Regions from separate parts of the Mus musculus genome. Here regions 1, 2, 3, 4, 5 and 6 are each linked to region 7. The links are chromatin contacts, called in public HiChIP or PLAC-seq and promoter capture Hi-C maps. All regions are on one chromosome and are shown on one strand. Each heading gives the region's core, a stretch centred on a gene start, on an enhancer-like site or on the middle of the called end of the contact. The rest is flanking DNA. Distances are from core to core; before and after follow the strand shown. Region 1 has its middle 48 kb from the start of Gm25869. Region 2 has its middle 20 kb from the start of Gm25199. Region 3 has its middle 7.7 kb from the start of Gm25869. Region 4 has its middle 42 kb from the start of Phtf1os. Region 5 holds the start of Magi3 (membrane associated guanylate kinase, WW and PDZ domain containing 3). Region 6 overlaps Trim33 (tripartite motif-containing 33). Region 7 holds the start of Olfml3 (olfactomedin-like 3).

The links. Promoter capture Hi-C pulls out the DNA fragments that hold promoters and counts their contacts. HiChIP or PLAC-seq counts read pairs in DNA pulled down with a chosen protein or histone mark.
Region 1: a contact with region 7 is called in a CTCF HiChIP or PLAC-seq map of the NIH/3T3 cell line, with 12 read pairs. The contact joins the enhancer-like site here to the promoter of Olfml3 in region 7. A contact is called at or near these places in 20 of 39 promoter capture datasets (3T3-L1-derived adipocytes, the C10 cell line, the HPC-7 cell line and 13 more), 3 of 15 datasets of contacts at CTCF or cohesin (CD8 T cells, the NIH/3T3 cell line and embryonic stem cells), 39 of 484 Hi-C or Micro-C datasets (the Ba/F3 cell line, the C2C12 cell line, CD4 T cells and 29 more), 27 of 115 datasets of contacts at active chromatin or transcription factors (CD8 T cells, DN3 thymocytes, the NIH/3T3 cell line and 21 more) and 4 of 9 other capture datasets (adipose tissue, embryonic stem cells, liver and 1 more).
Region 2: a contact with region 7 is called in a promoter capture Hi-C map of liver, with 3 times the contacts expected there. The contact joins the enhancer-like site here to the promoter of Olfml3 in region 7. A contact is called at or near these places in 23 of 39 promoter capture datasets (the 3T3-L1 cell line, 3T3-L1-derived adipocytes, the C10 cell line and 13 more), 5 of 484 Hi-C or Micro-C datasets (the HL-1 cell line, the N1E-115 cell line, bone marrow-derived DN2 thymocytes and 2 more), 10 of 115 datasets of contacts at active chromatin or transcription factors (craniofacial prominence, differentiating embryonic stem cells, embryonic basal ganglia and 6 more) and 3 of 9 other capture datasets (adipose tissue, embryonic stem cells and macrophages).
Region 3: a promoter capture Hi-C map of neural stem cells shows a contact between it and region 7. The contact joins the enhancer-like site here to the promoter of Olfml3 in region 7. A contact is called at or near these places in 27 of 39 promoter capture datasets (the 3T3-L1 cell line, 3T3-L1-derived adipocytes, the C10 cell line and 15 more), 3 of 15 datasets of contacts at CTCF or cohesin (embryonic stem cells, large pre-B cells and stem cell-derived epiblast-like cells), 44 of 484 Hi-C or Micro-C datasets (the 3T3-L1 cell line, the AtT-20 cell line, the C2C12 cell line and 28 more), 26 of 115 datasets of contacts at active chromatin or transcription factors (SST interneurons, T-cell acute lymphoblastic leukemia, bone marrow-derived macrophages and 20 more) and 6 of 9 other capture datasets (adipose tissue, embryonic stem cells, embryonic tail and 3 more).
Region 4: a promoter capture Hi-C map of the HPC-7 cell line shows a contact between it and region 7, with 2.4 times the contacts expected there. The contact joins the enhancer-like site here to the promoter of Olfml3 in region 7. A contact is called at or near these places in 9 of 39 promoter capture datasets (the C10 cell line, the HPC-7 cell line, HPC-7-derived erythroid cells and 6 more), 1 of 484 Hi-C or Micro-C datasets (large pre-B cells), 1 of 115 datasets of contacts at active chromatin or transcription factors (large pre-B cells) and 2 of 9 other capture datasets (adipose tissue and liver).
Region 5: an H3K27ac HiChIP or PLAC-seq map of embryonic stem cells shows a contact between it and region 7, with 2.3 times the contacts expected there. The contact joins the promoter of Magi3 here to the promoter of Olfml3 in region 7. A contact is called at or near these places in 2 of 39 promoter capture datasets (the C10 cell line and pre-B cells), 3 of 115 datasets of contacts at active chromatin or transcription factors (the 230-238 cell line, embryonic stem cells and large pre-B cells) and 1 of 9 other capture datasets (liver).
Region 6: a contact with region 7 is called in a promoter capture Hi-C map of embryonic stem cells, with 3 times the contacts expected there. The contact joins the enhancer-like site here to the promoter of Olfml3 in region 7. A contact is called at or near these places in 4 of 39 promoter capture datasets (cranial neural crest, embryonic stem cells, hematopoietic stem and progenitor cells and 1 more), 1 of 15 datasets of contacts at CTCF or cohesin (the NIH/3T3 cell line), 2 of 115 datasets of contacts at active chromatin or transcription factors (astrocytes and cardiomyocytes) and 2 of 9 other capture datasets (adipose tissue and embryonic stem cells).

Annotation. Positions count from the first base shown.
Region 1 is chr3:103,377,584-103,381,575 of GRCm38.p6, forward strand. No RefSeq gene overlaps it. Among named protein-coding and RNA genes, the nearest start is that of Gm25869, 48 kb to the right of the region's middle. Within about 2 kb of position 2,003, at least 135 of the 459 cell types and tissues checked have an H3K27ac peak or open chromatin away from gene starts, as enhancers often do. A contact at or near this core is called in CD8 T cells, DN3 thymocytes, the NIH/3T3 cell line and 16 more, where this site is marked.
Region 2 is chr3:103,463,955-103,467,745 of GRCm38.p6, forward strand. No RefSeq gene overlaps it. Among named protein-coding and RNA genes, the nearest start is that of Gm25199, 20 kb to the left of the region's middle. Within about 2 kb of position 1,342, at least 32 of the 459 cell types and tissues checked have an H3K27ac peak or open chromatin away from gene starts, as enhancers often do. A contact at or near this core is called in the N1E-115 cell line and liver, where this site is marked.
Region 3 is chr3:103,417,561-103,421,830 of GRCm38.p6, forward strand. No RefSeq gene overlaps it. Among named protein-coding and RNA genes, the nearest start is that of Gm25869, 7.7 kb to the right of the region's middle. Within about 2 kb of position 2,346, at least 78 of the 459 cell types and tissues checked have an H3K27ac peak or open chromatin away from gene starts, as enhancers often do. A contact at or near this core is called in the P5424 cell line, Th1 cells, cerebral cortex and 12 more, where this site is marked.
Region 4 is chr3:104,008,323-104,012,648 of GRCm38.p6, forward strand. No RefSeq gene overlaps it. Among named protein-coding and RNA genes, the nearest start is that of Phtf1os, 42 kb to the left of the region's middle. Within about 2 kb of position 1,834, at least 14 of the 459 cell types and tissues checked have an H3K27ac peak or open chromatin away from gene starts, as enhancers often do. A contact at or near this core is called in the HPC-7 cell line, where this site is marked.
Region 5 is chr3:104,218,616-104,222,512 of GRCm38.p6, forward strand. It overlaps Magi3 (membrane associated guanylate kinase, WW and PDZ domain containing 3), which reads right to left and starts at 1,791. Exons shown (of 21, transcript NM_001159354.1): 1 at 1,030-1,791. The coding sequence starts at 1,351.
Region 6 is chr3:103,307,044-103,311,186 of GRCm38.p6, forward strand. Trim33 (tripartite motif-containing 33) reads left to right here. Exons shown (of 20, transcript NM_053170.3): 2 at 3,266-3,384; 3 at 3,781-3,925. Among named protein-coding and RNA genes, the nearest start is that of Trim33, 30 kb to the left of the region's middle. Within about 2 kb of position 2,413, at least 21 of the 459 cell types and tissues checked have an H3K27ac peak or open chromatin away from gene starts, as enhancers often do. A contact at or near this core is called in embryonic stem cells, where this site is marked.
Region 7 is chr3:103,735,540-103,739,572 of GRCm38.p6, forward strand. Olfml3 (olfactomedin-like 3) reads right to left here and starts at 2,462. Exons shown (of 3, transcript NM_133859.2): 1 at 2,283-2,462; 2 at 1,413-1,698; 3 at 1-1,124. The coding sequence starts at 2,396. The coding sequence ends at 304.

The sequences.
Region 1 (3,992 bases), core at 753-3,252, 360 kb before region 7:
ATTCTAGAACTGAGCAGCTGCCTAGAGCAAAGAGCCTCACTCTGATGGGCAAACTGTCTCCTCCCCAAACCTCTCTCCAGGGTCTTACAGTGTCTTAGTTGGTGTTTACTGCTGTAAACAGACACAATCACCAAGGCAACTCTCTCTTTTTTTTTTTTTTCGAGACAGGGTTTCTCTGTATAGCCCTGGCTGTCCTGGAACTCACTTTGTAGACCAAGCTGGCCTCGAACTCAGAAATTCACCTGCCTCTGCCTCCCCAGTGCTAGGATTAAAGGCGTGCACCACCACGTCTGGCTTTTTTTTTTTTTTTTCCAATGCAAGTCTCATAAAGGACAACATTTAATTGGGTTCAGTCCATTATCATCAAGGCAGGAGCATGGCAGCATCCAAGCAGGCATGGTGCAGACAGAGCTGAGAGTTCTACATCTTCATCTGAAGGCTGCTAGCAGAATACTGGCTTCCACACCCACAGTGACACACCTACTCCAACAGGATCACACCTAATAGTGCCATTCCCTGGGCCATGCATATACAAACCATCACACACAGGCTAGGCCAGCCCCAGAATGGCAGGTTATATTTATAGCCAGAGAACAGGAAGTGAGTTGCAAATGTGAAATCCAGGACCCTGAGACAGCTAGATTAGTAACAGCTGGAGAGTTCCTTTTTTGAACAAGGTTTGAACAGTTGGCTGCTTTTGATTGGCTGAGAGTCTATGACCTATCACAGGAATGTGTTGTACTCTGTTCTCACAAGTTAGGTTACACCTCACTGTGTTCAGAGAACCAGGAAGCAAATTTAACAGTTTCTTGCAACATCTCAAGATCAGTAGCTTAAGGGATGCCTTTACTACTAACATCTCAGATCTGAGACCAGCCACACTCAGAACGGGAACCACATATGCAAAGGCTTGTGCCTCATTCATTCATTTACATATATATATATATGTGTGTGTGTTTGTATATGTATATATATATGTGTGTGTGTGTGTATGTATGTATGTATGTATGTGTATATATATGTAAATTCTTCCCATAGCCCTTTGCAAACATTTACAGTGTAGTAGAAATAACCATGTCAACAGCCAACTCTGGTGACAGTATTGTTTGTGCTGGAAATCTGACCTAGACAGGAGACTGAAGAATATGTGTGTGTGTGTGTGTGTGTATGTATGTGTGTGTTTATGTGTGTGTGTGTATGTGTGTATATCTGTGTGTATGTATCTGTGTGTATGTGTGTGTGTATCTGTGTGTATGTGTGTGTGTGTGTGTGTGTGTGTGTGTGTGTGTGTGTGTGTGTCTGCCATAGAAACCTAGAAGCTGCTGTTGCTGAAGGCACTGGTCTCATACATACTTGGACCCTTGGATGTCTCATGGGTAACTAAAAGCAAAATAAAAAGCCTAGCAAGACATGGAGACGGCACAGTGGCTAGAGGGGCTTGCCTTGCAAGGCTAGCAACCTGAGTTCTATCTCAGGAAGCCGTGTAAAGATAGAGGGAGGGAACTGACCCTCAGGTATCCGCTGACCTTGACATGCGTAGTCCACTTCCCCCAATAACTAAAAAAATAAGACTTCTGGCATCTCTATTTCCATTTTGTACCTTGTCTACCCTACTGCCTCTTTTTGGAGGTTCTAGTAGGAGAGTGAAGTCACCTTGTATACCTTTATCAATGAACACAATGGATTTGAATCCTGATGGTTGCAAAGCGACCGTAAACACAGGGAACACACACACACACACACACACACACACACACACACACACACACACGGAATGGAATTTATCACCTGCAGCAGGTGAGGAGAGCAAGGGCGTCATTTTTCAAAGCAACACTCTCCCTGAACAAAGATAGAATGTGGTTTCATTCAGGGTGGCTATTCATATAGGGGTTAGCCCATTCCTAAGCAGGCTCTTTTAGGGACAGGAATGCCTCTATGCTTGCTCAATTTGCACCATAAAGTTTCAACTGACAAAGGAGAGGAGTGGCCCCTGACTGTGCCTGCCTTGCACAATGGCTCCCCAGTGTTGGGAAAGAAATATGAGGAGGAGTGAGGCAGGAAGGGGAGCCATTTCCAGGCAGCTAGATCAGACCCATCAACCCTGACAGTCACTGGGTGACAGTATCACCGCAGATGGCCCTTACAGCCTTTACCTCCATCCGTCCTGCACACAGCATGCTAACCATCTAAGGCTCATATGTATTAGAGCTAGCACATACCTTCAGGGCTTCAAGGCTCATGACAGAAGTAACTAAGATGTTTTCAAAGGGCCAGGAACAGCAAGCCAATCAGTAGATGGGATGTCAAAGTTGTTCTGCACTCCCCTCAATCAGGATCAATCGTCCCACGATGAACACTGGCTTGTTCCTTCCAGCAATAACAACTTCCCTGGTGTCAGAGCCAGACCTCAGATCACCATTAGTCAGGCCAGGGTATGAACAGTGCTTAAATGCATGCTCCTGGCCTCTTCCCCCATCATCCTGAGACTCTTCCCAGCATCCCTAAAGACAAACTAAGGATGCATTGGTGTGTGCTTCCTGAAGCAGCCCCAAGGAGTAGATTCCTTCCCTCCTTCCCACCCCCTGCCCAGATTCTTCTGGGAGTCATTTTTGAGGCGGGTGGTCAGACCTAGACATTTCCCAAAGTCAGCCTCCACTCCCTCTTTGGCCTAGGACTCATTAACTGGGCAAGGTGAATCTCTATTAGGAAAACAACCTGACAGGATGGGAGGAAAAGTCCAGAAGCCACCCCCAGCAGTGCTCAGGGTGGGCCCTTGCCTCTTCAAGGCAGCCCAAAGGTGACTGGATTGGTTCTAAAGACAGAAACTCAGGCTGGTGAGATGGCTCAGTGGGTAAGAGCACCCGACTGCTCTTCCGAAGGTCTGGAGTTCAAATCCCAGCAACCACATGGTGGCTCACAACCATCTGTAACAAGATCTGACGCCCTCTTCTGGAGTGTCTGAAGACAGCTACAGTATACTTACATATAATAAATAAATAAATCTTAAAAGACAGAAACTCTTAGGTTACCTGGTATGACCCCAAGCTTGTGCCTTGTATACTCTCTGAGCAGACTGATGACAGGCACTGATTGGAAGGAGGAGTGAGGTGACTAGAGAGAGAAACAAGATGTCATTTCCTAAGCAGGCCAGGGAAGGGGTACCAAGGGTCATAGGGCTATTCCTAAAGACCCCTTCTTTTCAAATATATCAAATGCCGTGGCAACTCAGCCCTGGGACACACTCTGGGTGTGGGTGTGGGCTTTGCTGCCTTGCATGGATCCTGCTACAGAGGCTACAGCGGTTCTGGAGTCTGCCGGGAGCTCAGCCAGTGCCCACCAGGGTTGGCTCAGGGTGTCTGAATGACGACGGTCCTACCCTTGGGGACAGTCCTGAGCTGTGTCCCCAGGGGTTCCTCTCACTTTGTGAGAGTGAAAGCACGTGTCTTGGGGTCTGTGTCTCTTCTGCAACCCCAGACCTGAGTAATTTCAGTTTCTAGTCTGAGAGTCTTTGCCTGTGAGGAACACCAGGTCTTACCTAGTTCATAGGAAGAGTCTGAGGATTAAATGGGAGAGACTCATGAGAACGCTGCAGAATTTAAGGGTCTCAACGGCGGCTTTTCAGTCCCACAGGGTTTTCAGAAGAAATGAATGGTTAGGGGTTCTCCTGCGCTAGGGGAGACTAGGGCTGCTCTAGGCTGAGAGAACCTTTAGGCCACTGAGTTCTGTTGACCTGGAGGGTACCCAGCAAGTGTGGTGCTAAGGCACCTGCTCCGCAGAGCAAGATGCTCTGGGGAGATCTGGAGTAAGGTTGGAGGTTAGTGGAAGCCAGGCAGCACTTGCTGGATTCATCAGGTTCAGGGGGCCGGGGTCTCAGAGTGGGGATTGTCCCTGTGGTCCCAGACCCCAGGAATCCAAAGTGCTCAGCCTGATGGCTTGCTTCTCAGGTAGTCAGGCATGGCCTGGGGGACTAGAATGTTTCCCAGGGGCCTCTG
Region 2 (3,791 bases), core at 92-2,591, 270 kb before region 7:
GCCTTTGTGAGAGGTTATCTCTTGGACAGGAGACTGACAGGCTCAGCTGCATTAAGTCTTAAGGGAGGAAGGAGACAGCAATCTGTTATGCAATCTTTGGAGCGGAGAAGAAGGAGAAGAACCGCATGGCTGGGAGCAGAGTTAGAAGTCAGATGTTGTCCTAGGAAGCAGAAGAAGTAGCTTTTCCTTAGTGGGCTCCACCTTCACCTTTTCACGGGGTGTTTTAAATCTTAAGGAGGGGGCAAAATGGATGCTTCTCTTTCTAGTGTTGCCAAGGTGGCAGAAGCCGGGGACCAAAGTCTGACTATGAGGTTGGAGTGTGTCCTCAATGGCCTCCGAGTCTCCTAGTTCCTGTTAGCTTCCTAACCTTACTCTCTCAAGAGTGAGACTGTAGATCATCTGAGAGTTGGGCTTTGAGCCAATCTGCCTACTTCTGGCCAAGAACAAGATCATAATTGCTTGTGGGTTTGTTGTTGTTGTTGCAGGGGCTGGGGAGGTCTCTGCCCTAAAATCGTCTGATTAGTTCTACACTCTGTTCTCATCGTCTTCAGTATCTAAAACTATGCCTGGCACATAATAGGCCCTGACAAGAAAGAGGTTAATGAGAAAACGAGAAACCACAAAGGAAAAAAATACATAATTTACATACTACGCAGTTACATTAGCTATTGCTGTAAACTGATTGTCTCAGCCACAACGCTGTGGTTGTTCCAAGTTTTCCCTCTCTTTATCCTTTCTTTAACTCTGCTATGCAAATAACAAAGTTGATGGGTACCTGCCTAACCTTATCCTTTGCCATTTTCTGTTATTCTATTATTATTACAGCAAGTCCCAGACCAAGTCCTGTCCTTTTCTTGCTCCCCTCCCCCATTATTTAAACATTGCTACCAGGGTTTTGAAATCACTAATCTGATTGTGTCAACCCCCTGTTTAAAATTCTTCACTGGCTCCAGGACTCTGTCAGGATAAAGTTTACAGCCTCACTCAGTACACACCTCCCTTCCTGAGACTGCCTTCTGACCCCTTCCCGCCTCTTCTGCCGAGAGTCATCTTTATACCCGTAGTTCCCACCAGACAGGGTCGCTGGAGATCTGAGGAGGAGTGAGCTATTTAACTGCCCTCACTTTTTCATATGCAGTCCCTGCCTTGACCTTTTCTCTCTTTCTGCTCAAGACTCTAGTAATCACACTCCTTTGCACATCTCATCTCCAGCATGTCAGGCTCTAGGAGTTCCTCCTGACCCCTCAGTCTCAGGTAGATAATGCTTTCTGTCTATGGCCCGTCTCCGCCCTTGATAGTCTGGCAGGGTTGATAGTTTGCTCATCTGCTTCCCTGACCAGTGGACACAAACCTGAAAGTAGAGCTGCTGCTGCTGCCACGCCGCCCTTTGACCTCTATGCCTGGCATCGAAATGAGAGCCTGGAAATGTTTGCTGAGTAAGTGACAGTTGTGTGAACAAGCCATCCTCATCTTGAAGCTGTCTGGTCTCAGAGGAGACGCAGGCTGGAAGCCAGGCAGTGAGACACCCAGACAAGGGGCTCTAAAGCTGGACTTACCCTGGGGTTAGCATGTGATCACTGCAGATGGCATGTGAAGGGGCTGACCGATGGACTGCCACAGTGCTGATTGGGGAAAGACCCTGCACTCTGCATGCCTGGCCTGGAAAAATATTATTTCTGACATTTTCCTTGTGTCTGTCCCTGTTGGCCCTCAGTAGTTCACAAAATCTAATGAAAGAAACCAAAAACCCCAGACTGCCTTAGATGTTCTTTAGGTTTGGCTCTGTGACTGAGCCAGTGTTAAAAGGTAGCACGTCCCTCCTGGTGATGGTAGCAAGGAGCTTTACCAGGGAGAGACAGAAACATCTCAGACATGCTGCCTTGGGTGGCTGTGGACTCCCTCTGGTTTGCCCTCTTCACACTCCTATTAACAGAGTTTGTGTTGTCTAGAACAACAAGATTGCCCTCCATGCCTTCACCAAACTGAAGGTAAAACTTACAGTGTGAAGTCCTCTCTCTAACAAATTCTTTCTTCAGCTAAAGACTCAAAGCTTTTTACACTTTCGGTTACAGAGAGATCTCCACTCCGCACAGGTGCTTGCTTCTGAAATGCTTGAAAGTGGAGATTTTCTGTTGGCTCTTCAGACATAGTGAGGCATTCTAATTGGTGGGCCAGGCTGGAGTGGGTGAGGGGGGCAGGTAGAGAATGAAGGGGGATGGGAAATCTCTTCTCCTCAGGCTCAGCACAAAGACACAACCACAGTGATACATAAACACAGTGCTCATTTGTGAGGACTTCCTGCCTTTGAAATCAGCTGCTGTGTGGGAAAGGGACAAATATTTAAGCAACAGTTGGAGTGTTTGTAATTACAACTCCCACTGATGAATAGAAGATGCTAAAAAGACGGCAGAGGACCATTTGGCTCAGAGTGGAGTGTTAAGACTGTGGTAATAGAAAGCAATCTGTTCAAGGAGAGGTCTGGGAGGGCACGGAAAACAAAAACAAAACAAGCAAGCAAAATGGGTAAGTGATGGAGAGAGGCAAGAATAGCAACCTTATAATCACTGTGAAAACGTCAACATTGCTAAATCTTGAAATGTATGTGGGATGTTGAAGATGAAGGAGAGGGCTGTCAGGATAGGACGGGCAAAGGGAAGTTGCTATGAGAGGAACAAGCAGCAAAAAAATAACACATACTGGAAACGTTAACAGACACTCACCTGCCGTTTGCTTTAGTGGGTATAGACTGCATCCATCTATATAGCTTCTTTCCTTCAAAAATGCCAGCCTCTCATAAATATTCATCCCCACGTAGCTAGGAGAGAGTGATTTTAGGCTTATAAAATTTTACTGCCAGACCATCGAGGTCTGCTCTTCCAACTGCTACCACTTACAAAGGTGGATATAGAGGTCCCAGAGATGTGACTTGTGAATGTCACATTCCTAGAGAGAATAGCCTGACTCCCTTCCAGTGACATTGGCATCAGGAAGACACACTTTCACATGAAACATATTGAAAACTCTTCCTTGATGAAGCCACGCTTTCCATACCCACTGATGGAATCAATTATATTCAGTGATACCAAAAGGTGACCCAGAGGAGCCGCCAGACTGATTTCCAGGGTGGTTGTACTAGCTTGCAATCCCACCAGCAATGGAGAGTATTCCTTCACATTCTTGCCAGCATCTGCTGTCACCTGAGTTTTTGATCTTAGCCATTCTGATTGGTATGAGGTGGAATCTCAAGGTTGTTTTGATTTGCATTTCCCTGATGACTAAGGATGTTGAGCAATTTCTTTAGGTGCTTCTCAGCCATTCAGTAGTTCTCAGTTGATAGTTCTTTGTTTAGCTCTGTACCCCATTTTTTAACAGGGTTATTTTATTCTCTGGACCCTAACTTCTTGAGTTCTTTGTATATATTGTATGCCCTCTATCAGACGTAGGATTGGTAAAGATCTTTTCCCAGTCTGTTGGTTGCCATTTTGTCCTATTGACAGTGTCCTTTGCCTTACAGAAGCTTTGAAATGTTATGAGGTCCCATTTGTTGATTTTTGATCTTAGAGCACAAGCCATTGGTGTTCTATTCAGAAAAATTTCCCCTATGCCCATGTGTTCCAGGCTCTTCCCCACTTTCTCTTCTATTAGTTTTACTGTATTTGGTTTTATATGGAGGTCCTTGATCCACTTGGACTTGAGCTTTGTACAAGGAGATAAGAATGAATCAATTTTCGTTCTTCTACATGCCAGTTGAACCGGCACAATTTGTTGAAAATGCTGTCTTTTTTCTACTG
Region 3 (4,270 bases), core at 1,096-3,595, 320 kb before region 7:
GCTGCCTGAAGTGGGTGTTCTGAACGCGGGTCTTCTGAAATAGCAGCACGTGCACTTCACCACTGAGCGGTCTCTGCAGCTGCCCATCCTTTTCCTTTTCTGCTGTTTTAGTTACCCAGCCCTACATAACAAACTAGGTAAAAACTTAGTGCCCTAAAATCATCTATATGATCATAATTTGGCAGTTTGGGCCAGACTCAGAGCAGGCATGTTTGACCCTTGTACACTTACTGGGGTGGCCCATGAAGCCGGTGCAGGCTGCTGACTGGGCATTTGGGTGGGGCTGCTAGCCAGGAGTCTCTCCTGTCCTCCTGCGGACCTACTGTGTGGCTGCGTGAGCTTCCTCAGAGCATAGTGGCTGGGTTCTAAAAGAAACATAGTGGGAGCTGCCAGTTTTCTTAAAGGCGAGGCCCAGGATGGGAATAACATCATTTCTACTGTATTCTAGTGGCCAAAGAAACCACAGGCCCAGCCCAGACTCATGGATGTAGAGAAATAGACCCACCCTTCAGCTGGAGAAATGATCAAAAACTTATGAACATTCTGCTGCTACTTCTGTCCCTGCATAGTTCTTGTTGTAGAACAATTCTTAGTTTTACTTTCATTTCTTTTTCAAACTAAACTTGAGAATAGCATTACACTTGATTTTTTTTCCCCCAAGACCGGGTTTCTCTGTGAAGCTCTGGCTGTCATGAAACTCACTCTGTAGACCAGGCTGGCCTTGAACTCAGGCTGCCTCTGCTTCCCAGGCACTGAGATTAAAGGCGTGTACCACCACTGCCCAGTTTATTATTTACCAAAAATAGCACATAGTCTATATCTGTAAAATGAGTTCCATCCATCTACCTACCTTTTTTGTCATAACACATCCATAGAGGTGTCTAGGATGGTGTTTAACAAATATTAATTGTATTTCTAGATATAATATAGGATGAATTTTAATTTAATTTTTTACATTACAGTTTTGAAAATACTTACCTATTTGTTTTTTTTTAAATGGGTACCAAAGTGTGTGTGTGTGTGTGTGTGTGTGTGTGTGTGTGTGTGTGTGTGTGTGTGTAGGTCAGAGGGCAGTATTTAGAGGCCATTATCTCCTTCCATCACTGTGGGTCATGGAGATGGGACTCCGGGTTATCTGGCTTGGTGGGGGTGCCTTTACTATTTAGTTATGTCTCTGACTCAGGATGAAATTTTTAAAAGTTACTTTTAATACTTTTCGATTTTGCTTACATATCTTGTTTTGTTTTGTTTTGTTTTGTTTTGTTTTGTTTTGTTGATTTTTTGAGACAGGGTTTTTCTGCATAGCCCTGGCTGTCCTGGAACTCACTCTGTAGACCAGGCTTGCCTCTGCCTTCCAAGTGCTGGGACTAAAGGCGTGCGCTACCACACCTGGCTTGCTTACATATCTTACATGTAGCATTTCTAAGACCAATGAAGTCATTGATTTTTATTAAAAATTGGAAGGAAATTGTTGGAAAAAAATTGTCTCTGTAGAGAGCCAACACTCAGAAGTCAGTGGGTTGGAAGTGACCTGGGGAACTACTGAGTGCCACTTTATGATGTGAGGAAGAAGAGGAGACCCAAGCAGTGACTTGCACAGACTCCCTATTCAGTCCCTGGAAAAGGAAAGCCATCAGTTATTAGTAGTCAATGACTGGTCCATCATCTCTTCTCTGGAGTGTGGTAGGAGGACTTACTGAGTTCTATTGTCCTGCTGTTCTCAAAATGTAAAAGACTGAATTGGCCCTACCTTCTCTAGCACCTGGGAGCCCTAACTGTGTTCAAGACAGGAAGGACAGAACAATGGAATCATGAGCCTGGCTTCTGGGCACCTTAGCAAAGTGAGAAAGGTTTCTTCTGACCCTTTACGTTTAAGTTCCTTGCCTGGATGTCTCCCTTCTTCCTGACCTAACCAGAGAAGCCGCGTGTCTGTAACACAAGAGCCCTTTGACAAACAGAAGGATGTTTCCAGAGGAAGGACCCAAGAGTCCTCTTGAAAATGGAGTCTCTAAGGCGGCTGCTGTGCTCTGGAGAGAGAGCGATCAGCTCTGGAGGCTTTAAGTTGCCCTCCAGGTTGCAGATCGCCCCATCTCTTCCTAATCATAGAAAGAATTTCTTGTTGGATTTTTTTCAAGTGATTTTCTGGGAGTCATCAAAATGGCTGGGAGTCCTGCTGTAGTTAGGGAGGTCTGTCACAGGACTTTGTCAGTTGCTAGAACTCTGGAGGAGGAGGTCTCCTGGGTCTGGTCTGCCTGCCTTTGTGTGGTGACTTCTCCCTGACCTCTCTGTGTGTGATCTCTGCCAGACCCGCTAGCGCAGAGCTCCTTTTCAGTAACTCTTCCCTGACATTGTGCTGAGCCCACTGTTTCCCAGCATTCAGTGGCTCTCTGGTGACCTTAATGGGAAGGGAGCCAGCCTCCGGCAAATCTCTTTTTTTGACAATAGAGAAACATGACTGGGAAGCAGGCAATAAATACAGATCCAGGGCAGCAAAGATGGAAACCTGCTGTTTTGTCCAGCTGCATCAAGGCATAGAATCATGCAGGAATCTGTCTTGTCTGATTTGACCTGCTCATGTTCCTGCATGCATTCTTGCTTTCTCAGCTGCCAGCAGAGGGCTGGAGAGGTTTGTCTGTAATCCATCTAGCCCTTCCTGTCTCTTCAACATACCACAGATGACTTCAGGAGTTAACAAGCTGCCATTAAAGTCATGTCTCACTCAGGATATGTTTGAGGGTATGGCAAAGAAACACAACCAGGCAGGGTTTGAACTGTTTAGGAAACAATGTATCCTTTACTGACACTCCAGACTCTTTAATTGACTACATCCTATGTACCAGGTACTGTATTCAGTTCAGGGCAGCAGAGTAAGGGGGTGTGGAGATATTGCATGTAGGGAAGTCTCAGGGGTTCTGAATAGCTACAGTAAGGGATAACATATGGCTCCCATTGTTTTTGGGGGGAGAGTGAGAGAGAGAGAGAGAGAGAGAGAGAGAGAGAGAGAGAGAAGATAAAAATATGTTGGCTCATGCAGTTCGATTCTTAATGAAAAAGATGGAAAAGCAAACAATGTGCTCAAAGCTGGGTGCTGTGAAGACAGAATGTGGGAGCTGAATCAGCGAGGAGAATGGAGGCAGTGGAAGTTGAGGTCAGGTCAAGGAGGATTCTCTGAACAGGGGAAGCTGGGACTCAGGATGAATGGTGGTGAGCCCTCCAACCCCTGCAGTTAACAGTGGATGAAAGCAGACTCCAGACAGGGCCAGCAGGATATGCAAATGCTTGCAGGCACGAGGGAAATTATGAATACATTGTATTGATGGGAGAAGGAGCCAGCACTGTGTGTCTCTGTGTGTGTCCCCGCTAGCGTGCATGTGTAAAGTAGGGTGTCTAGGGAAACAGAAATGAAGTAAGATTGACATTTCTACCCTGGGCTTCAGGGGACACTGTGAATCCAGTAGGACTGGAAACCGCTCCAAGCACTCAGATCTTAGCTGACCCAAAGGAAAGTCTGCCCGCTATTTAAGGCAACACCCCATTTCCAGGACGCAGACCGCTCCCTGGAGAGATGCCCACTCACATCCGAGCTTACAGATCTCGCTGAAAAGCCCTTGCGTGGCTTTCACACAATCAAGATCTCTGTTTATAAAGAAGGAACCATCTTCAGGGCCCACAGACGGCTTCCCCATTTTCCACACCACCCTCTGGATTCAATTGCCCTTCTAACCTCATATTTTCCAAGAAACGCAACCCCTGGGAACCCTGGTTCTTTGGAGACCCATCTTGATGCTGTTTGGTCTCTTCATTCAGCTTTGAGTGGCAGAGACTCACATTGGGTCATTGGAAATGATTTGATTTGTGCCCAGCACGTGGGGGACAGGAAATCATAGAGCCCGCAGGGCAGGCAAGCAGCCAACCGTGGACCTCGGAAGAATGGAGGTGCTGACCTCCTCCCTGGACCGCAGCCGCCTCGCTGGAAGGAGTTTTAATTATACCCTCGACTTGTATTTGTCTTATAAAAGCACACCATGAATGAAATATTAAAAGGGCACATACTCTTTTCCAAAAGAATGAGTTTTCCTGCCAGAGTATTTTATTGTAACAATAATCCTGACGAAATCAATGTGACACCGGAGCCCCCACCAGGGGAAGCCGATGCAAGCTGAGCGTTTTGGTCTTAAAGATGCTCTCTTTGTTCAGGACAGACCACTTACATCCTACATGTATTGGCTTATTTGGCCTCCTGAGAGCCCCACCACGTTACACATAGGGA
Region 4 (4,326 bases), core at 584-3,083, 270 kb after region 7:
CCTGTCTCTAAAAACAGAAAACAAAACAAAACAAAAAACAAGATTAATTTCCCAAATATACAGATTGTATAGATCTTTCTCTGTTTAAGTCTTTGCCCCTGCTAAGTGTCTCAAATTTCTCACCTGTTAAGTAAGTGTAATAACTACCTAATGGGGTTGTTATTATTTAATGAGAGTGAAAGGTTCTTGGCAGTTAATTCCACTGTAAATATTATCATTATCTAATATCCTTTTAAAAAATCTGATAGCTTTATAGCTGTGAAGATACAAACATGTATAGGTAGTGGATTGGCAAGAATACGCACCTATCCCAAGTGCTCTGAGGGAGCTATGCTTTATTTTATTTTATTTTTTTTAAAAACTTCCATTGATCCACAGATATATATATATATATATATGTGAGTGAGTGTATGCTCACATATGTTTGTTTGTATGGGGTATTGTGTGTGTATAGAAGTCAGCAAAGCAGGTCTGTGTCCCTTATCAGTATGGTGATTAATTTGAAGCAGGGTCCCTTGATTTCTGAGTTTGAGGCCAGCCTGGTCTATAGAGTGAGTTCCAGGACAGCTAGGGCTACACAGAGAAACCCTATCTTGAAAAACCAAAAAAAAAAAAAAAAAAAAAAAAAAAAAAGTAGTTGAATGCTGGGAGTGGTGCTGCCTACCTTTAACCCAAGCACTAAGGGGGAAAGGGGGCAAGGGAAGGGGTGGGGCAGCTCAGTTTTAGGCAGGCCTCATCGCCATAGCAAGCTACCCAGTCAGCCACATAGTAAGACCTTGTCCCAACAATGAAAAGGTGTTCCAGTGCTTTCTGGACTTCATTGTTTCTGACTAGAAGTCTTTGGCTTTTGTTCATCTCAGATGAATCTGATGTTTATTTTCCACTCCTTTAAAGATTTCCACCTTTACCACTGACTTTGTGCAGTTGAATTATTTGTTGATGTAGTTTTCGTCATATTATTTGTGTTGCGGTGTGTTGGGCTTAAGGAGGCTATGGTTTATTGTTTTGTATCATTTTATAGATTATATTTTCACATGATCAAATTACAAATTTTTGGGGCATTAAACAAGTTTTTCCTACATTCCACTCTGACCTGCCTCCTTTTAGGACTCAAACACACATGCGTGTTAGGTAATTTGAAGCATCTCTTAGCTCACCAATGTTTATGCTTTTTCTTTGTTGTACCTTCAAGTTTTCTATCCTGTTCTGCACTAATTTGGTAATGTCATCCAGTGTAATATTAATCTTTGAGATAAGTTACACTGTATAACTGAGGCTGGCCTCTAACTCCTGACCCCCTTCCATCTGTCTGTTGGGATTGCAGGCATGTTCTATTGTGTCTGCTACAGCCAATATATTTTCCATCTACAAAAGTTTGATTTTGATCTAAGAAAGTCTACATCTCTACTTACAATATTTTCTCCCACATAATAAATATATTTACATATTTATATTTGCTGTGTCATTTGGGCATTTGTTTTTATTGTGTTGTCTCTTCATTTAAGACACGTTTCTGTTTTACATGCCTGGTAACTTTTTATTGGCTGTGAATTTTACAGTGTTGAAGAATAGGGTATTGTAGTGTGCATGTATTTTTTTTTTTTGTAATATTTGGAGAGTTTGGGCATTTCAAGGATTACTTTGAAGTTTGGTAGGTGTGCCAGGAACAGCTAGACCTAAGATAACTTTGCTGCTAAAGCAACATCTTTCTATACGCTGTACTTGCTTGTTTGTGACGAGGTTTTCCTGCATTGGTAGTGATTACAGCCCTGCGTTAACTTTAGCACTAAGTTTTCCTTCCTCATTGTTTTGGAGGTTCATTGTGGTTGGGTGTCATGTGTTTGTGCTACCAGTACCTAGCTAAACCTGCTTTGTCTGGTTTCCTTTTTACACTGCTGCTATCTGAAGGCGGTCTTGGGAGTTCTCCTTGTTTAATTCTATTATCTGTGCTACCTTTGTCCAAAATCTAACATCTGCTTCTAATTATTTTGTTTTAAGGATAGACTCATTTTCCTCACCTTAAAATGCTTTAGTCCTTAGGCAGCTGCTCAGGTAAAGGTTCAGTGTCTAATCTAGTTCCACACTGTAGAGGTTGGAGTGAGATGTAATGCCTAGCCTTGGACATTTGAATACTTGTTCCCAGTAGGTGGTGCTGTCTGGAGAGGCTTAGGAGGGAAGGCCTTTCCTGTGGTCACCTCCCAGGCCCTTCTCTCAAGTTTGGCCTCCTCAACCTCACTTCTCACTGCCTTCTACACCATCTCCTTTACCGAGTTTTTGCTCTTAGTAGGTATTTTCAACTATTTCTTCCTCAAATGTGTATTTTTACTGCTCACTGGATAGCTACTGAATAGCTCTTGGCTTTCAGTTCTTGGTAGGGTTCTCTATTGTGACCCTAGTTAATTATCTGTTATATCACTAGTAATTTCCTTCATGTGTATCATAATCTTTTGCTGACTTGTGTCTCCTTTAATTAGACTTTAAGCCCCTTGAAAACAGCTGCTTTCTTCTTTACTCTTCAGAATGCAGAACAGTACTGGACCCCCCTAACAGATGCTTAGCATATATATGTACACTGGATGAAGAATAGTTCTCCCGTTTGTGCAGATACCAATGTTTCATTTATCCCTGTGTAAATATCCAGTTACTTAAGCTTTGATTCCTTAAAAGGGCTAAGATTTTGGTAATATTACATTGAGAAATATAACCAAGATGAAAAAATAGAATTAGGCTAAGTGGGGGAGTAATATATATCAAAGAATAAGAAAATCATCCATTGATTTGTTTTTAAAATGTTTTCTGGGAAAATCATTTCTTCTAAAATTGCTATGAAGGTATACTCCACAAACCTAGACATGTCAAATTATGGTAACAAACACAGTAAGCTAAACAATGAAGAGTTAAATAACAATGTGCTTGTCTAAGTGGAATATGGTTTTCTTTCAGCAAGAAAAATTCTAAACTGGGTCTCTTACATGTGCCAGTTTATGGATTCAAGCATTTTATTCACTAGTGCTATGTAAAGCAAATCAACCTTATTTTAAATTCAACTAAATGTTTTGAAAAATCATATATATATGTATATATATATATATATTTTTTTTTTTAACACAAGGTTTGTATATATTCTTAATAGGCCAGATGGGCCTTGTTCTCACACATGGTGATTTGGAGTCATCTGAGAACTCATTGATTTATTACATACATGGACCAGTGTAGTGATTTATCTTCTATTTCTTGCAGTCACTGGTTTTACTGAGCCATGAGATTTGAGTACAAACAAGCAGTGTTATATTTCTCCTATATGATACTCCAACAAGGTAGTACTCAGGTTAACTAGTGGTTGTCCTTAAGACAAAATAAGTTTCTTGGTTTGTGAATTTTGGCATTTTTGTTTTTGACTTTAATGTACAGAGTATAAAATGGGCATGTATCAATAGGATCGTAAAAGCAGAGTTTAAGGCTAAATTAAAGCAGTTGGCTGTGTCCGTATTTTAGACTACGAGATTTAGACTTTGCTGCTAGATCAAATTCATAAGCATTCATATATTTCATCGTACTTAATGTAGCTTGTGTGATTTGAGACAAGGTAGTTTTGCATAGGTTCAGCTCTTATATCAATATGGTATAGTGACTGAGAGCCTATCAAGTTTGTAGATGTGCCAGATGAATTCAGTTAACTACAGATGGTAGCCTTCCCAAAATGGTAGCATACTGATTGCTGATAAATACTAACAGCAGAATCAGAAAGTTATTCAACTTATTGTTTAGAAAGCTGAAAGCTTTTAGGTATGAGGCATGCCAAGACACAGTTATTGTGATGTAGTTCCTCTTTCCAGTGGCCTGCTGCGGCTCATGAGTCAGTGCAGGTTCCTTGGCTCTAAGAGCAGAGGGTAGGCCAAGCTCCCGTCTGAATCTTTGTGGAAGTCACTTACAGAAGTTCATGTATTTCTGTGAGAAATAGACATCCAAAACATGGAACTCCATTTGTCCAGATGTTTACAAAGCATTTGGCTTTCTATTGCTGCACATGAAAAGTATCTTGACTATTATTACTTTTTTGTTGTTCTAAATCTATGAGAAAGCACACCCAGAATGTATGGAGGATGATTTGATGGACGTGGTTCTCTACCGTGTGAGATAGATGGGGATGGAAGGGTTGGTGGTAGGGTCTTACTTGCTGAACCGTCTTGCTGTCCCAGTTTCCTTTCATTGAGTGAGAATAGTCCCACGTGAAAAGCAAAAAGCCAAATGCTTTCTGGGTCCCAGATCAGATCTAGAGGTTGACCCTGTTCAAAACTGCTCAGCTATAAGGATGCTGTAGCTGTC
Region 5 (3,897 bases), core at 541-3,040, 480 kb after region 7:
GGGGGAGGGAAGAGGAGGAGAGGGAGAGAGAACGTGTTAAAATTTCTAGAAATTTCTAGCATTTTGTAGTGAACGGGGAAGACCAAAATCTAGCCCAAGTCAGTTTGGCAGCCCCATATGTTCAGATGTACCGTATCTACGTTCAGCAGAAACAATTTGATTTCTAGTAACAATGATTAATCACGATGCCCATGTCTACAACCACCTCAGAAGCCAGAACCATATTTTACCAATACCGAAAGGTCCAACAGTGTTTTCTCTTACAAATTCGTAAGAAAACTTACTACATACTACCAGACCAGACTGCGCAGTCTGATCAATGCTTTCCAGCTAGGGAGTATGCCATAAGCGTAACATGCTTTGCAGCACATTTTACGAGCATCAAAGACACCAGGGCACCAAGGGGTTCTTTTTTTTACCCTGCGCTTCAACAAATACTGTAGATTTGAAAGCTTTACAAAGGCATTTGCTCGGCTGGGCACCTGGGTCCTCCTTCCAAATCCAGACGACACAACAGCTCCACTGCCTCATACCACACACTGTACCTCACTGGGACTCAGACACCTGAGCCACCTAGACCCACAGAGTGGGACTGTCAGCTCCCAGACGTCTGCGGTCGTGCACGACGCACTGGGCCAGCTGAGCCCTCCCAGGAGCTTTCAGTGGTAACCTCGGCCCTCGATCCGGCGCCGAGTCTCCATAGTAAAGCCCTTTCTCCCCGTTAGAAGACGCAAATACGTTCCAAAGAAAAGATTATCATCATAGGACTGTTTCCACAAAGGGGAGAAGAAAAGAGATGGCTCTTCTCTAGGCAAATAAAAATAAAAATAAAAACTCTTGATGCGGTGGGAGACCGAGCTGGATTAGGAAAGCCAGCTCCTAGTGCCAATTCCCTGACAGCCTACACAGCTGTCGGTTCACCCGAGCTCAGTTTTACTAGCCGCAAAATGGGAAACCCCGGCGCCGCCCCCTCCCCCCTCCTCCCCGGGGAGTCGGACCAGGACCCGGGTCCCCAAGGCGACCACACACCTGGCTTCACCGTCTTCAGACGGATGGGCTCGCGGAAGTGGCGGATGACAGCCAGAGTGTCCCGGTTGGTGAGCCCACTGACCGGCGTCCCGTTCACCTCCAACAGCACATCGCCCGGACTGGGCGCCTTGCCCGAGACCACGCAGCAGGTGCCTCCGCCGCCGCCAGCCTCGTCGCGGAGCCGCCCCAGGTAAGGGAACTCGCCGCGCTCGGCGCCGCCGCGGATCTCGGCGCCCAAGTCGCCCGGGGGCCCGGCCCAGGATACCGCACACTCCTGCACCTTGCTGAGCCAGTGCTTCTTCTTCTTCAACGTCTTCGACATCCCGACCTCCGCTGCACCATGGGGAGCCCCCGCGCGGGCGGCCGCGGTGCCGCTCCGGGCCCCGCGCACAGCCCGGCCAGAGGGGCGCCGCCGTCGACCCCCCGCCTCAGCCCGCCGGCCGCGCGCCGCCGCGAGCCGCCCCTCTCGCGGGCCGCTGAGGAGAGCCGGAGGGAGCGCGCGCCCCGCGGGCGGCGCCGGCGGGGTCTCCGGGCGGGGTCAGCGCCGACGGCCGGGACTCGGCGCCCGCGCGGCGGGAAAGGCTGAGGCAAAGGGGCGGGAGCTGAGGGAGCGGCTGGAACCGAGGCTCGTATCGGTACGCGCGCACCGAGCTTAGTCGCTCGCTGGAGCGCGGCTGCTGCGGAGCCGGAGCGCCGAGACCAACGCCTGCCCCAGCTGCCAGGAAACTGGCGCTTTCAAACCCGCCGCAACCTCCTCCCCGCTCGGCCCCTCCCCCGCCCTCGCCGGCCCGGCCCCGCCCCCTCCCGCAGCGCAGCGCCCGGCGCGTTGCCGTCACCAGCTCTGCTCCGGAGGACCCGCCCAGTTCTCGGCTCCGCACCGTGGATTGGGTTCTGGCAGCTGGGGGCGGCCCTCGGCGGGCATGCTGATTTCTGATTGGGTGGTCTAAGTAGAGGAGGCGGGCACTAGAATGACTGAAGTTTAGAGAGGGAGGAAAAAAGAAGTTTAGAGTGTGAGGGAGGGAGAAGGGGGAGGGAAAAGAGAGGGTTGGTCTGGGAGCGGGCACAGGTCGCCTAGAGGGGAGAGGCCCTCCAGCCAGGGGCTGGAGCCAAGGGAAACTCAAACACTGAAAGGACCCTGGTCCCCAAGGTGGGGCGTGCCCAGCTGGGCAGGGGGCGGGGCCTCGGAGCTGGAGCCCGAAGGCGATCCTGGGAGTGCTTTGCCTGGATCCTGGGAGTCCAGTGCCCAGCTACTCCGAACGGTGGAGCCACTAAATGGGCCTGTTAAGGCTGAAACGGATTCTACGGGTTTGAATTTGTTAATTCGTTCAATGAATGTTCTTAAATGATCCATTGGCGAAATCCTGTTAATTGAGGGTAAAATACAGTCCAGTGCTCGAATGCTGTGTGATCTCGGGCAAGTTAGACAGCCTGTCGGAAACAAGCTGAGAGTGAAGATCATTAATTACACTAGCTACTGAACTCCAAGAATGAAGAAAACAGTGATCCTGCTCTCGAGGAGACTGCAGCTTAGCGAGAGAGACTGACTAGAAGATCATTTGAGGAAAGCGGGAAGGAGATGGATTAAAAAACAACCTGGTGCCTGCGGAGCTAAGTCCTGACACTGGTGGCTTGACCTTGACCAGATCTCTGCTTCGCGTCTGCTTGTTTGTAAGAAGGTGGAAGAAGTGACTCAGAACAAGGGAGACCTCAGATCTCTCCCAGCTCTAATTTTTCAGAAACACTTAAGCTTTTTTTCTTCCTTCATTGAACGCGTGCTTTCTCGTCTTTGGAATGCCCTCTGTTCGTAAATGTTTCACCTCATCCAAATAGTCGTCCAGTATTTCTTGGAAAGTGTTTTCTCTGAACTGGGGCACTTGTCTCACTTTTGTGACAGGGCATGTCTTCTGACTCCCTTTAATGATAGCCCTTATTTTAAACTCCGAGGAGCTCTACAAACTAGATCAAGCTTCAGACAGCTACAGTGATTTCCTTCACACCATTGAACTGGGGAAATAAAAACACTAAATGTGGGCTGGACTCAAGAAACAATAAGGGAAGTGGAGCCCTGGAGCTGCAGGCTTGGGACCTGCCAGGCAGAGACAGGACCTTTATCTACACCCTGATGGAGAGATTGCCAGACTGTAACCTTCAGTCCTTGATTGTCTGCTGAGCAGTCACCCAAGAGAGAAACTACATTTCTTTAATACCACCCTCCATCCTGCTGAGGCTCCCTCTGGCCAAGTGGATTGGAAGCCAGATGGCCTTCACACTTATGATGGGGGTAGAGAAAGCCCAGCGTCTGGAACCCAATGGAGTAAATACTTTTCACAGGCATCATGTGGATCATTCAAATAGACCAACATCTGAAATTTAAAAAAAAATTTAACTTGTTTTATGGACAACTAGTTAATACTAATAAATTCCTGAATGAATACTCGATTGCCTTCACATCTTCTATTTTTGCTGAGACTGAAACACAATGCTCTGCCTAAACTGTATCTGTTTAGAATGGCTCTGGCAACAAGGAACAAAACATCTGACAAATAATAGCTTAGAGCACACTGTCATTTATTACATCTTTAACATAAAGTTTAAGTGTGGTAGTTTGAGGACTAGTTGGACAGTCTATTATCAAGGTCCGGAGCTCTTTGTGTTTACTCTTCCACATCATATCCATATGAACTTTTGTCTCCAAGCCTGTCACCTATTAATTACAAGGTTGTCATAGCTCCAGACATCACATCCTCAAAGGTCATTATATGAAGCAAGAAAGAAGGGTAAGAAAATGTTAGTCCAAATTTGATGAAAGAGAAAAATCCTACCTAGCTTGTGGCCACTGTGGTAGGCTAGAAAAATGGAGCCATGACC
Region 6 (4,143 bases), core at 1,163-3,662, 430 kb before region 7:
TCCATTAATTATTTATAATTAACTTCTCATCAACTTAGTTTAAAACTTAAGCACTATACTTGAATATGCTATAAAATTTAGAAGCTAGGATCAGACAGACGGGAAGTGGTAAAGAGTTGTTCCTATGTCCTCACTGCTTTCATGGGCATTTGGGGGAGGGGGTTGTTGAGTTTTGTTTTTGTGGATCCGAAAATCTTGAAATTCTCACCCATACTTTAGAATAGTTATTGTTAAAGTATGGAGTGAGGTCCATGAGAATTGTGGCTTTCATGTGACAGTTCTGTTAACCTCTGAGAGTAGCCACTGGCTGAGCTGCTTGTACAGATTGACTTTCTAGTAACTGGGTTATTCTATGTCATTCAAGTTCTAGGTCCTCAGTTAATGAGTACATTTTTTTTTTTCTTTTCTGTTCCCCCTTCCCCCTTCCCCCTTCCCTCTTCCCTCTTTCTTTTCTTTCTTTTTTTCTTTTTTTTTTTTTTTTTTTTTTTGATTGACTCCTTGGTTTGGAAATAGTTTTAGCGTGGCACCCTTAAGAAAGGGAATATCTTTTTAAAAGTTGTGATCTTACAAGTGTGCATTCATATAATATGATTGAACATGCTTTAAGAAAGTTTAAGCCTATATAGCATTGTTCAGTTTTCAAATGTTAAGCCTTTTAAGTCTTAAGAACTCTTAGTAAATATAATCTTATTCTATATTTTACTGATTTTTTTAAAGCTAGTAGTACTAAAAGTTGTATGGCATTTCCTCCAGTTTGAAAACGCCATTATCATATGAACTAAGAGAATGTAAAGAACAGTATTTTCTGCCAGACCTGTTCCATTTCCCCATTTTCTATTTTAAAATATTACATTTTGAAGTGGAATATTTTTATATCTGAAACAAATATAATAAATGAAATTAAAGTAGGGACGGAGTTTAAAAGACAATTAGTGCTAGGTAACCATGTTCTTAAAGCACTCTTCCTAAGCTCTTGGCTTTTAGCTACTTTTCAAAAGGCCGATACAAGCAACTCCATCTTTTTTGGCTTGTTTTCATAGTGTGTGTATGCCTCTGGGAAATACTGTAAAACAGCAGTTCTCAACCTGTGGGTCTCAACCCCGTGTGGAGTGTCAAACAGTTCTTTCACAGAGGTTGCCTAAGACCATTTGAAAACATTAGGATTCATAACAGCAGCAAAATGACGGTTATAAAGTAGCAATGAAATAATGTTCTGGTTGGGGGTCACCACGACACAAAGAACTGTAGCACAGGGCGTCAGCATCAGGAAGGCTGAGAGCAACTGCTTTAGAATGAGGGTGTGTGTACTGCCAAGTGGATGAAAAAAGGGGGTGGGGTGAGTCTTTAGTTGTCCAGGCTGAGTGTCCACATTCAAGTGATTCTTGTGCATCAGCCTCCTGAGTAGCTGGAACTACATATGCTTCCCAGGACACCTGGATAGGTTGAGAACTTTGTTTACATTTTCACTTTCTGTCAGAATGATTGTATAGATTCTGCGGTTTGTGTACTTTGCAATTCTTGGAGACTTTGTTATACCTTGGTCTTTACATATGGTGTTTTCTAGAGTTGTGTGTTATACACCATAAAGAACACTAAATTTAGTCTTTGGATTATATTTGTTTTGTTTTGCTTATTTGTTTGGGGATAGGGTCTTGCTATGTAGTCCAGACTGGCCTTGAACTTAGGATGATTCTGTCTCTCAGGTTTTAGGATTAGCAACACCTTCCATCATATCCAGCATAATGTCTTTTATTCTTAAGCTATGTGTATGTGTGTTTGTGTGTATGTGGATATGTGCACATAAGTGCAGGTTCTCTTGGAGGCCACAGGCATTGGATCACCTTGGAACTGTAGTTACAGGCAGTTTTGAGTTTACTGACATGGGTGCTGAAATCATACCCAGGTTCCCTGGAAGTGTGGTCTGTTCATAACTGCTGAGCCATATCATCAGCCTAGACCATGTCATTTGTGTTGTATATGCACCTTCCAGTGCCATGGTTGACATGCCAGTAGTTTGTTTTATTGATTTCTGCATTAATTTTTAATTCCTTAAGTTTCATATATTACCTCAGCAGTTTATCCTGTCTAATAGATAGTAAAACATGAATAGATAAAAGCATGGGTGCTTTTTCTCCTACAATCGTATAGATTATATTAAGTACCAAACTAATCTTTATAGAATGCTTGTTTATTTTCTTCCTCTTGCGTGAAGAGCTTGATTTAGAATACATACACCTCGTACTCTTAAAAGCTCTGGAGGAACGTCGTCAGGACTGATTGCACAGGTTTTGGGTGAAGAATTCATTCATTGTCTTCTTAGCTTTTAGTGGGTACCTTTCTTGGCACATCATTCTAGTCTTCTGATTCAGCTGTTGTGCTGTTGCGTCTGCGTCTGAGTGCTAGAGTGGTGACTCAGTGGCTAAGAATGTTTGCTCTTCTTCCAGAGGACCAGAGTTCAGTTCCCAGCATTCATCCAAGGCTTAATTAAAACTGCCTGTAATTTCAGCTCCCAAAGACCTAACACCTTTTTGTTTTTGTTTTTGTTTTGTTTTGTCTGTTTTCTGAGACAGGGTTTCTCTGTATAGCCCTGGCAGTCCTGGAACTCACTCTGTAGACCAGGCTGGCCTCAGAAATCCCGGCTGCCTCTGCCTCCCAAGTGCTGGGATTAAAGGCGTGCGCCACCACGCCCAGCCCCTAACACCTTTTTTTTTTTTTTTTTAAATCTCCTTTGGGTACCTGAATACATACACACACCTGCCTCATTCTTACAGGTTCACTCTGAATAATTCAGAAATCATTCTATATTAAGCACCTTGATGAGATCTTCCTCCTCCCCCACCCTTTTTGAGACAGGGCCTTAATTATGTAACCCCAGTTGTCCTGGAACTATGCAGATTAGGCTGGCCTTGAACTCAGAGATTCGCCTACCTCTGTCTCCCAAGTACTAGGATTAAAGGCATGTGTCACCACTGCCCAGCTGCAGTTTCTTTTATCCATTTATAGGCTTTGAAAGATTAGCATTTCTTTTAGGACTGTCAGCTAATTCTGTATTTTAATAAAAATTTCTAGTGGGAGCATTTTAATACATGTTTTCCTTTCCCAGATGGGTATCATTTTTCTCCAGGGAAATAACTCAAACTGCTTTGTTCATGTCTTTGGTCTTTTTTTGTAGTACACAAGTGGTTTCCAAATGGGCTTTATGCAGACTTTCCTGCTTTTCCTTTTGAAGAACATTAACCCCTGCTTCCTCTTCTTTTTTTTAAAGTTGGTGTAATACGGTGTCCAGTATGTCGTCAAGAATGTAGACAGATAGATCTTGTGGATAATTATTTTGTGAAAGACACATCTGAAGCTCCTAGCAGCTCTGATGAGAAATCAGAACAGGTATGCACCTCAGGTTCTCTCTATACTCATATATATTTTTCTTGTGGTTAAATGTAAATTATAAGAAACAATATTTAAGTAATTTAGGTACTTCTGCTATAGCTCTATCTTTCAAATTAGAAATAAAGATTACTCTTCCACACCCTAAGACTTGGTAGAATAAAATAGTTATTATTTAAAAAGTTAAGTTTTATATAGATTTATGTTCTGAATATTAGATTTTTACCTATCTAAATGTTATTGCTAAAGAAATGTTTTTGAAGATTAAATGAATAACAGTGATTTTATGCTTTTGTATAATTAATGGTTTTTAAGAGCAAGTTACAAAGTTTTCAGTTATTTTGTTAATCTACATTTGGCAAATGTAATATAGATTAGTGTTTATTTCTTTTTTAGGTATGTACTAGTTGTGAAGATAATGCAAGTGCAGTTGGTTTTTGTGTAGAATGTGGAGAGTGGCTGTGTAAGACATGCATTGAAGCACATCAAAGAGTAAAATTCACTAAAGACCACCTGATCAGGAAAAAAGAAGATGTCTCAGGTACGATACATATAGTTGCTGTCTTGCTGTTTTCTTAAAAAAAAAAAAAAAAACTTGTGCATATGTGTATGTGTACACATATGTACACACCTGTGTATGTGTATGCCATATGTATGCATATGTACACTCCTGTGTGCCGCAGTGCCTATTTGTGGATGTCAGAGGACAACTCAACAGGAACTGGCTCTCTCTGCATTTGAGTCCCAGGGATTGAACCA
Region 7 (4,033 bases), core at 1,212-3,711:
TGCTGTCGCCTGCTGTCTGGGGTTGACCCTCTCCAAAGGACAGGGCTCTGAGTTTGGAACTAAACTTTGTGGACATAAGGCAGGAGTGAAGATTTAGGGTGTTTGTTTGCTGTTCAGTTCTAAAATGCTACCCAGGATCTGGAGTTCTGCATAAAACAGAGGGGCTTGAGAATTTGGTTGTCCTTTAGAAATTAGGGTATATGAGCTACCACCACTGGCCTTCGTTTTGAAGGATGAACTGCAGGAGAGCTCACAGGAATATAAATGTCTGGGCATAAGAATCAAGAGCACAAGGCTAGCTGCTTAAACTTCCTCCTCCTTCTTCTTCATCTCCAATTTGTAGACAATCTGGTAGCCATCATCCCAGGCATACAGCTGGCGCTCACGGGGGTTATAGCGAAGGCTGGCATGGGCACCATATCGGCGTGGAAAATAGGAGAGTGCTGCCCTTTCAGGGGCGAGAGTACCACTGGCATCGAAGGAACACTGAATACGAGCCCTACTGGCAGGGCGGGTGTTATAGACAACGTACAGGGTCCCACAGATGACAAACGCAGCCTCTGCGTTCTCTCTGGGACATGGTGTGTCCCACTGCTGCTCTGTGTCAAGTGTCTGTGGGTCTAACTTGGCTAGACACAAATGCCTGTCATCATCTCGAGTGGCATAGACAGCCCACAGGCCCTCCTCATCAGCTGCCAGGTCGATATATGTATCTGCTGTCAGGCCGTAGGGGGGTATCAGGCTCTCTGCAGGGAACACTGAGCTATCCACCACTGTTCGGTTTGCCAAGTGAAATTTGATCAGCTGCAGAGTGTTCTCCAATTCACCACCCCCTCCAGGTCCTCCAGGAGGCCTTCGAGCATAATAAAGGAAGCCACCGTACACCAGCTGCCCCGTGCCTACCCAGGGGAAGGGCACCCGAATTCGGGAAGCTTTCCGGGCAGCCATGGCAAGGGTGAAGTCACGCAGCCTTGGGAAGACAAAAGCCGTGTCGTTCTGGGTGCCGTCTAACACGTAGATCTTCTCTGCTGGCCCCAGCGGATCCTTGGTCCATAGGCCAACTGAACCACCAAACCGCTTCAGGATCTTCATTGACCTCACCTGAGCGACTGTGTAGCTACAGTCTGGTGGGGAAGAGGAGAAAGCACAGGAGAAGGAAACAGAGGCCAAGAGTTAGATGTGTATAACAGGAACTTCCCCCAGAGTGGGCCACCTGGGGAACAGAGACACACTTTTCCGTGCATGTGTCCACTCACGGAGGGTTGAGAGATGGAGTACCGATAAAGGACAGGCCTCTAGAAACTCTCAATGAATGTGTCATTCTGAAAGATAGAGCTATGGTGGCTTGGGACAAGAAGAAAAGCAGGAAAGGGGAGTTCTGAAACTGTCTGGACCTCTGTGAGATCACTTACCCGTCACCATATCGTATTTCTCATTTCTTCGGCCCTTGCCTTTGGCTCCAGGACCTCCAGTCACCTTCTCATCCAGCTCTACACAGGGCAAAGCTGGGTTCTGTGTCTCCAGATAGTCTACCTCCCTTTCAAGACGGTCCACTCTTCCTGAGATGGAGTCTGCTTCAGTTCTGAGGGTCTCCCGCTCCTTCTCTGCCACCTCCAGGAGAGGCAACATCTTGTTTTTGAAGTCCCGAAGCTCGGCAGCATGCCGACTACTCTGATCCTGGCATTGGGCCAGCCGTTCCTGAAGGGATCGGGGAGTCAGGAAGGGTGGGTTGCAGGTTTATAGCTCCCAGACAAGCAGAGGCCCAGCCAGGGAGTCAGGGCCAGGAAAGGGACCAGCTCAGCCATGCTCCCACAGCAGAGGAGACTAGTCAGTGGTACCATCCCATCCGAGGAACCTGGCTTAATTTGCCTGAATAAGAGTCCTTCACCTTGCGTTCTCAGTGATCTGAGCCTCCAGGAAATTAGGATGCTACAGACTTCAAATTGTCCAAAAGGGAGTAGATGTGGGGTGCGGGGAAGAAACGGACAGGAAGTTGCAGGCAGATTGCCTGGGAAACTTGAACAGTATAGCAGCATAGATGCAGCCCGATTCTGACTCTCATTTCCCCTGCCCCCTTATTCCATCTAATCTGAGGGAGCCGTGTTGCGTTTATTTGCTGGGCAATTGTCTTATGTTGGGGAAATAAAAGTCTGTAGTTAAGAGGCTACTCGTCATTAAGGACTTCTTACACAACCCGATCTTGTCACTCCCAGAGCCCTGACAGCTAGTTGCACCTATAGATGTGGACTCATCCTGGGTGAGAAGAGAAACAAGTCCCTCACCTCTAAGGCAGCTAGTCGGCGTTCCATGTACTCCACAAGGTGGTGCTGCTGTCCCTGAAGGGGTCCCGTCCATGACAAAAAGAAGAGGAGCAGCAGAGGAGCACTGGGCCCCATGGCAGCCTTAAGTGGGGCCAGAGGAGTGTGTGCATTCGGCCTCTTTCCCTCCAGCCCGTTAGCTCTGGGGGCGGGGCGGGGGCGGGGCCTCCTCCTTCCCATCTCTGGTGTCTCTCACTACTCTGGAATGCTTTCAGTCTCTTTACAACCCCCACCCCCTCCTTCCCGCCTGGCCTGATCAAACACAGATGGCCCCTTTGCACAGTCGCCAGAAGCCTTAACTACCAGCAACTTAGACTTGTGAGCTCCTCCGGAAAGGGGAGAGATGGCAATCTGGAGGCAGAGGCCTTCTGAAAAATGAGCAAGTTGCAGGAAGCCGAGACCCCCGGAAAACTCAGCAAACTCCATTCGTTTTAGGAGAGGGCTTCCAGTGCTGACTCGGTAAGAACCCAGCACCCTTCATTAACCTATCCCTTCTCCAGAAATAACAGAATGGATTTTCTGCCTTGTTCAGTGAAGCCAGAAACACAGGAGATGAGGTTTGAGGGGATGGGGGTTGGGGCAAAGGGAAGTCAACTTTCTATAGCTCATTGGCGCCACCTTGTGCTGAGCATTCTGGGGCCATCTCCCATGGCAAAGAAATCAGGCGAGGACTTCACCGTGTGGAGAATCTCAACCTAAGCAAGCCAAATCACAGGGCTCCCTATGGAGTACCAAATCTCTGATTTAGCCCAAGGAAAGGAATAGAAACAAAACTGGAGGTTGTTGAGAAATGGGAGGTGGGGTTTTTTGTTTTTGTTTTAAGCTAGCTGACTTAAATATCCTTGACATGACTTTCCAGGTATTTCCCAAATAGGAGGGTGCAGCAAGGACATGCTAGTTTACATTCATGGATTTAGGGGAGAAACCTGAAAAAAAAAATATGTACAACATAGTCTAAAGGAAAACAAATATATTCTGACCTTCCTATCACTGGGAGAGAACAGACTATTGATCGCCTTTCTTGGTTATGGTTCAGTAGGGCATTTGTAAGTATCTCTCATTTCTTTAAAATTAAGTAAAAAAAAATTTGGTTTTTCAGTTACATATGCTTTTATGTGTCTGTATACAGGTATCTGCATGGGATACAGGTATCCGTGGGGACCAGACGAGGACGTCAGATCTTCCAGAGCTGAATTTTAGGAGATTGTGCGCTGCCTATTGTTCCTGAGCACTGAGCCCCTCTCCTCTGAAAGAACAGTACACTCAACTACTAAGCCTTCTCTCCAGCCCATGTTCCTCCTTTCTATCCAGCTAAAGCTACAGGGGAGCTAGGCAGGAACATACATCAGAAGAAGTCAAATATGCAGCATTTACAAAGGGGCCTGCAGTGATTAATCTAGACAAATTCCAGTTTCTTTTCAGGAGAAAATTTTGTTCACTTTGGAATCAAGAGAAATTGGATCAGAGGTTCTTCTTGTTTTTAAGAGTTCATTATGTGTCTGTGTGGGTATGCACCCTGCAGCTGGAGTTAGAAATCACTTGTGAGGGGTCTGACTGGGTGCTGGGAATGGAACCCAGACCCTCCATAAGAGCAGCAGGTGCATTACCGCAGAGCTGTCCCTAAAGAGGTGACAGCTCTAACAGGGCCTAAGGAGACAGACAAAAATATCTTTCCCTAAGTTTCATTTTCACTGTGCTGATTTGAATGTTTGGTG